Regions from separate parts of the Mus musculus genome. Here region 2 is linked to region 1. Evidence: chromatin contacts called from public Hi-C data. All regions are on one chromosome and are shown on one strand. The core of a region is the stretch at or near the end of the contact, and the rest is flanking DNA. Distances in the headings are between cores, read along the strand shown.

Region 1 (3,855 bases), core at 467-2,966:
TGGAGGAATCCATGGCTCCAAATATATATGTAGCAGAAAATAGCTTTATCTGGTATTAAAGGGAGAGGAGGTCCTTGGTCCTATGGAGGCTTGATGCTTCAGCATAGGGGGATGCTAGAGCGGTGAGGCAGAAGTGGGTAGGTGGGTGGAGAAGCACCGTCATAGAGGCAAACAGGAAGAGGGAGAGGTGGGGATAGAATAGGGTGTTTGTGGGGGGAAAACCAGTAAGGGGGGATATCATTTGAAATGTAAATGAATAAAATGATTAATAATAAAAAAGAAAGAAAAATAAGCTGTAATGAAATCCATTATCACCTATAATTAATATTGGTAATAAAAACCTAATGAAAAAGAGAGGCCAGGAGAGCAGTGAGTTAAAACAAAGAAGACTCACTCAATGCACTTAATATCTAATGGTGAGATTAGGTTAACTGGTGTGTGCATCTTTCACAATGGGATGGCCTTACCCTGAGACAGGAACATTTGAATGTTGCTAAGGAAAATGGCATCTCTCCCATGGGCACAGCTTTCCATCTTGGACTTTCTCCTTACTATACTTCAGGGTACAGTTAATGTGATTCTATTGAGCATGGGCTTCCTTTTGTTATTATTTTGTATCCAATTAAAACTGAATTTACAATATGGAAACTAGCCTTTCTCTTTAAATCAAATAGGCATGCACTTGGTCTCATCTCTTATATGTTGACATAACATTTTAACTCAGAATTACATTTAAAGTTTCCCCAAGTTCTCTTGGAACATTCATGCATATTTATAAAATATAAACGGTCCACACAGTAGATTATATAATAGACTGTAAGCTGCACATGATAGAATGTAGGCTACCTCACATAAGAGATTGTGTCTATTTTAGATTCTTAAAGTCGACTAATAAATATTCATCACAGAATGTTGTCCAATGTTTCATTAAGTTGCCTTCCATGGCCCACAGTCCAGGTAATGTTTATAAAGAATATTCTAATATTAACTACTCTCTTTAGTGGTCTCATATTGGCTGGCTCAAAAACATTTTGTCTATTTCCTCTGTAAACAAATATATGTCACTGCATGTTTTAGGTAACTAATATTCATAATGACAACACCAAAGGTCTATGATCCCAATGGTGTGTGTGTGTGTGTGTGTGTGTGTGTGTGTGTAGGCGCGCGCGTGTGTGTGCTATTCTGTTTATATTAATAGCTGCCTATATTTTCTAGATTTAGAACAGGCAAGATTTGGGGATTTGGGGGAAGGGTCTTGTGTCTTGAGTCCTTAGGAATTTAGAATTGTGACTACTGGAAATTTTATTGGCTGAAAGTTATTAAGACCATGACATGAAGAAAACCTCATGTCTACACCCCATCCCTTTTGCATATACCTATTTTAATTTGATTGCCCAATTTGGAATTTGAACTCCAATAAAAATGATTTACATTATTCATTCAATTTATCCATTTGGCTTAGGCTTCATCTTATTTTCACACGTCTGCTCTTCTTTCTTCCACAAACCAGTCACTCTTCCCTATGCTTCACATCAAACTTGTCTATTAGTTTCTTTTTTTCTTTGTTGTTGGCGAGATCCATACTGTTGTGTCTCTAATTAACAAACATTGGAAGGCAAGCTGTTTCCCATAATATTTCCATGCATGAGTAGCAGGTACTCTAACAGGGAAATCACAGCTTGTCTGTTGCATCCTCTATCCTTCCAAAAAGAGAGAGCTAATCTTGTTACATAAAACATCCCTCCTTCCTTCTCTCTTCAGCTGCTTCTGGCATGCTCCAGTCGGCTCTCAGCTTGCAAATGAAATTACAAAAGGATGGAGGCAGAGGTTGTTTCAGAACACTTTCAAGGAAGATTTGTTCCTCTAATGGCTCTTTGGCGAATAATATGGTTTTTAATTTGTGAGAAAATAAAACTGCAGCTTAAACAACTGAAGCATATCAAGGCAGGGGTCAAGGAGTTTTCTAATTTTTGTATCTAGAAAATTCAAGCTCCGTGTGCAGTGAAATTAAAAATACAGTTTTTTTTTCCGCTTTAATTTTACTTCTGGCAGTTTGTGCAGTTCATCTGCAAACAACTAAAATTAAATCAAGTCCTTAAATGTGAATTTTTTATGCACATTAGTCTCTCAGATTCTGTTTTCCTCAAGAAAGTATCCTATATGTGAGTTTGTTTCCCATCTCTGTTTTCTCATAATTACAATTCGGTTTCATACTTTCTAGTAAAAATATTTCAAATTTGATACACAAGGCCATAAAGAATATTTGCATAAAGTTCCTCACAGTTTCTATGGTTGCCAGAGATTTTATAAATACAAAAACTCAGATTAAACCCTCAGGGATGATTAAAATAATCAGGGTTTAAGAATAATAGCCTGAGGAAAAGTTATTTATTATTTACCCTATGGCTGATTTAATTCTATATATGGATTATCTACTAGGTAGAAACTAATCATATAGTATGTCGGGAAACGAACTCTACATTTGCATTGTAGATTTCCCACCAACTAGTTTATAACTTTTGACAAATTACTCAGTGCTGAATGACTTGATATTTTATTTCACAGAATAAAGTACTTAACTCAAACAATTGTGCAGCCTTAAAGGGTTTTTTAAAAATCTGTCATTTGCAGTGTCCCCATGCTTGCTGTCAAACACTGCTATAAGCAAGTACAATACAACATTATTAAATTTGAAAGAGTATTAAAATATTAACTGCCAAAGCACTTTGAGAATGTGTGCATACTTTCATTGGTATTTCCTTTACAGGGAATAATAGCAATGCCTCTTTCTCAAATCAAATACCAATGTATTACTTTATTTTCTGGCATTTAAATAACCTGCACAGAGATCCATGCCATTGCATTTGCTTTCAAATGCAAATGAATAATTATTAAAATTATTGCCTAGCAACGTGCTTTGTATGAAACATAAACACAAAAAGTACAACAAACAAAATCCTATGCTTATAAATAGGAACATTTTATTTTATCTTAATTAGGCATCAATAAAATCAAATGAAACAGAGTTGAATTTTAAAAAGTGCTTGTTCAAAGAGAGAGATTTTCCTTGCCAAAATCAATCAATCAATCAAACAAACAAACAGCAGTCCCTTGCAGCTGTGGGTTCTTAAACAAAAGTCTGGTGATGGGATGGGACACTGCACTATGAGTTGACCATTGGGAAGACCCAAAAGCTCTTGATATTCATCCTTATTGCTCGTCAAAGATACCTCCTAATAGGGAATAGTTCCACCCTGTGACTGAAGACATCATACACCTTTGATAAAAGATATAAAAAGTGAAACCGGAAGTGAGCCGAAAGCTTCCTTCCTGCTGTCTTGCTCTCATAGTCTTGGGAGGCTCTATGAAGGCTACTGCGGGAAGAAAAGGTGTCAGGTAACCAGATGATACGCTGTTGTAATTGACTAATATTTAAATGATCTTTACTACACCTACTAATTGCTACTCCTCTGGATATAAAAAAATACGTCTGAACCCTCCAGTGGTTGTTGCATGCCTGACAACTGGATAAGCACATCCTTAGCAAATAGACATGAGCAGCCACAGCTGTCATTCCACATGCGCCTTTTTTTTCTGATTTAAAGCTATGTCCTTGAACTGCTTAAAGTATATGCATCATTACACATATTTTTTTGGGGGGTGGGGTGGGTTGGTTTTTCAGGACAGGGTTTCTCTGTATAGCCCTAGCTGTCCTGGAACTCACTTTGTAGACAAGGCTGGCCTTGAACTCAGAAATCCACCTGCCTCTGCCTCCCAAGTACTGGGATTAAAGGCATGCGCCACCACTGCCCGGCACACATATTATTTTTAATAGACACATTCTTAATATAAAAA
Region 2 (3,855 bases), core at 782-3,281, 110 kb after region 1:
ACCTGTATGTTACTAATTAATGGAGGTCATTTTACAGCAGCAGCCCTCATGTGCCAGGTCTCAGGAGGGGCTATTCTAGAAGCACAGTCACCATTTCATGAGTTGTGTCCTTCCAAAACCACACGCAACTGGAGCTCTTGCGCGTAGAACCGCACAGGAGCTAATCTTGGCATTTTTCTTGGCGCTGTCCCCATTTCACTTAGCCCTTTAAAGAAATGATCAAAGAAACTGACCCCCTAAACTCACATCAAACAAGAGAAGGAGGGCCTATAGGCACACACACACAAACACACACACACACACACACACACACACACACACACACACACACACACTACTGTCATCCCTCCTCTTAATCCTATGCAGTGAAGAGTTTCTAGAGCATCCTGGGGCTAGGCGGGGCAAGAAGGCAGAAATCAATAAGTTCAGGAAGAGAGCCTGAATCCAGGGATGGGGGAGGAAGGGATGAGTACTCTGCACTGCTCAAGGGATGCTGGCGGGAGAACTGCTAGTACAGATTATCAGGCTTGCCGCCAGGGCACTCTGGCAGGGGACATCCCTTCTGGGCCACAGCGGGACTTCCCCCGCCTCCAGTCAACAATGTCAGAGAAAGGGTGTGAGATGCATACATAGGTAGCTAGGTTGCTAACTTACGGAAGAAGATGTATTCAGTGTAACTGCTCCAGATCTTGTCGTCTCGGTACTGGTTGACAAAGGCGGCAGTGCCAGAGGAGTTGCACGCCACCATGTGGAAGCCGGCCTCAGACAGTCGATCGAACGCCTGCTCCAAGTAGGTGAACTTGAGGTAGAAGCGGGATGTGTACTTCTCAGGCTGACGGTCAGGGTCGCGACTCTCATTAAGAGTGTCCCCAAAGACCTCCTTGGCCAAGGCTATGCGCCCACACACCATGATGCGCGCCACACGCCTGAACTTGGCATCTGCCTGGTTATCTCGCACCGTGGTGTAAGAGCCACGGTAGCCCAGGGTGAGGAACCCAGAGCGCTTGTCCGGAGCGCTGCCACCACCGACTACACCACTGACACCATGTGCCCCAGAGCCCGAGGGCGCGCCAGCCGCCGCCCCACGCAGCAGCAGTGCGTCGCTGCTGCCCTGGGAAACGTTGTCCTCCAGGTCGCTCTGGCAGCACTCATCGTTGAGCGAGTTCTGCTTGGTGACCTTGGGCGACAGCAGCTTGACCAGGTCGGTGAGCTGAAAGAACTCTGCTTCGCGCAGGAGCCTCTCCTTCTCGGGAAAGTGCTCGGGCAGTGCCAGCTGCTTGTCGCGCAGGTAATCCAGCACGTACCTAAAGAGGAAGCCGTCGCGGTCGATGAAGAAGCGCGCGCGGCTGTCCCTGGGCAAGTCGCCCCGGCGCCTAGCGCCGCCCCGGGGACTAGAGGGTGAGAACATGCTGGCCAGAGTGCTGTCCGGGACGCTGAGTAACGTCGAATGCTTGGTCACATAAACCTGGCCGCCAACATTCAGCTCCACTACCTCGGGGAAGGGCGACGGGGCGCAGGGCCCCGGGGCGGCGGCCAGCGGAGCGCCGGGAGAGCTGGACGCGGACACCATCTCGCTGATCGGGAGGATGGTGCTGCCGCCGCTGCCCGTGTCCTTCAGAGCCATGGTCCCAGCCACCGGCCAGGTGACCCAGGAGAGCCGCACGGAGTGCTTCCCAGAGCCTCGAGGTCCCGGGTCCTCGGCGTGCGCCCGGTAGCCCTGCACTCTCTGGCTGGCCGGCGCGGTCCTCAGGGCACCCGGCGCTGCTCAGGGTTCCCGGCAGCAGCGGCGTCGGAGGCGCCCAAGCTCCATCGGGGAGAGACTCTCAGGAATGGACCTCCGCGAGCGAGCACGGCTGCTCCTTTAGGGTGACCGACTGCAACTGTGCGAGAGACTTGGAGAGGAGGTTCGGGGGCTGCGCGCGGCTCTCCGAGGGGAGGGCAGGAGGCGGGGCCGGAGCGAAGAAAACTCACCCCCGGCTGCAGGCGAGCCAGCGCGCCTCAGCCGGGAGCGCCGGCGCCGGCGCTAACTACTAGCAGCCCAGGAGGTGGCACTGACGTCAAGCTCCGAACTGGGACTGGAGCCACAGCTGTCATTTAAAGGGATAGGCTCTGGGGCTGGCCTGGCGACTCCAGAGCTAGGGAACTGGGATGAGGGCAGGGGCAAAAGGAGAAAGACAGGATGGGACAAAGCTGAAGAGGACAACACAAAGAATCCAGAGAAAGTGGACTACAACTCTCTTCATTGCAACAGAATCTCATTTATTTTCTCTCCGCACCCCGCCCCCAATTCTTTCTTATCTTCCTCCTTAACAAAACTAGCTTTACTCTCTTCAAAGAGAGGGCCTATAACCTGAATTCTCAGCTATTGTGTTGCAGATACTGGCGTTTGGGCTGTGTTTGTTAAAGGGCTGGGGGCTGTGAGCTAGGTGGAGTTGAATCCCAACTATTGTATCTTTAAAGTGTGTGTGTGATTGTGTGTGTGTGTGTGTGTGTGTGTGTGTGTGTGTGTGTGTGTGTATACAGAGAGAGAGAGAGAGAGAGAGAGAGAGAGAGAGAGAGAGGCAGATCCCCCTTTACCTATCCCTTGGCATCAAATGACGTGATTGTAACTGATATTCTACATCCTGTTAGGATTTAAAACTCATAAGTTTGATTCCATTTCACAAAAGCAATAAAGGACTATGAGTAACAAAGCAACTCTCTGCAACCAAGGTCACAAAAGTTGATGCACAGAAGTTGAGGAAGAGACAGAAAGGGGACAATTTTATTTTATTTTTTTCTAATCTTGATCCTCCTGATCCATCCTTCTTTTTATTTCCCTTGCAGTCTCTCAGAGCAAGAGGATGACTTATGCTTTGTTGTCTCCCTAACTCTAGTGCTCTGCTCACAAATACAAATCAGCGTTATTTGTGATGGAAAAAGAAGACTGAAATTCAGAAGAGAAATTCCTTTCCATTGCTAGATAATTTAACAGGCTGTCCAGCACTAGGTGTAACTTAATGACCATAAATGGGAATCATTGTCTTACAAAATGCTAAACTGAATATGGAGTTTTGAGACACAAAGGAGTTTGCTCCAAAAGTATTTATAAATAAAAATTACATACAAACTTTACTGTTATAATCCCCACCCCAAATGCTTCTCTATGGTTCCTCCCACTCAAAATCACCCAAATAGTAATGGATTTGAGATTCGGGTATAACCTTACATTTTCATAAATGATGAATATCCTATTATTTGGGCATTACAAACTATATTTAATTCATTGATTCTTATAAGCCGCATCCACAGAGAATGCTACATCAATTTTGAAAGTTAGATTACCTGAGGCAGCCTGAGCTTAATGGACCAATGAAAGGACACAATACTTTTGTCAAATGATTAAGACTTAAAAGAAGGCTTGCAATAGGCATGTTCACTGACTCCTCTTACTCAAACATAATACCTCATCCTCAAGTTATGTTGATAAATAAAATTGAGAAGTAAAATTGATTTAAGTCCTTTTTTTTTTTTCTTAAATGCTTAAATAGAACGTTGGAAACAATCCGAAAAGGTACATTGTCTTCTACCTCATTTGAAGAATAAGAAAATATTTGTCCTTTAAAATAATGGTTTCTGGAAAATGAATTAAGAAAAGTTTTATAACTTTCATAGATGAATAAGTAATAATGCCTCAAACTGCTACTAATGAGGCCCATTTATCATGAAGTAAATGTCCCGAATGATGAGGATGGTGCAGACTCTTGCATTCTAATGAAATGGATATACAGACAAATATGAATATGGACACAGAAACAAGAGATTACTGATGCTATCAGCTTAAGATGTATTTTCATTGGTGTTACATAAAACAAA

Evidence for each region. A called contact is a pair of places that touch in the nucleus more often than the background predicts.
Region 2: a contact with region 1 is called in a Hi-C map of cortical neurons, with 2.1 times the contacts expected there. The contact joins the promoter of Kctd8 here to the enhancer-like site in region 1. A contact is called at or near these places in 1 of 39 promoter capture datasets (pre-B cells), 3 of 484 Hi-C or Micro-C datasets (cerebellum and cortical neurons) and 2 of 9 other capture datasets (liver and pancreatic islet).

Annotation. Positions count from the first base shown.
Region 1 is chr5:69,232,080-69,235,934 of GRCm38.p6, forward strand. All of the region lies in intron 1 of Kctd8 (potassium channel tetramerisation domain containing 8), which reads right to left. Among named protein-coding and RNA genes, the nearest start is that of Kctd8, 110 kb to the right of the region's middle. Within about 2 kb of position 1,717, at least 7 of the 459 cell types and tissues checked have an H3K27ac peak or open chromatin away from gene starts, as enhancers often do. A contact at or near this core is called in cortical neurons, where this site is marked.
Region 2 is chr5:69,339,678-69,343,532 of GRCm38.p6, forward strand. It overlaps Kctd8 (potassium channel tetramerisation domain containing 8), which reads right to left and starts at 2,032. Exons shown (of 2, transcript NM_175519.5): 1 at 655-2,032. The coding sequence starts at 1,624.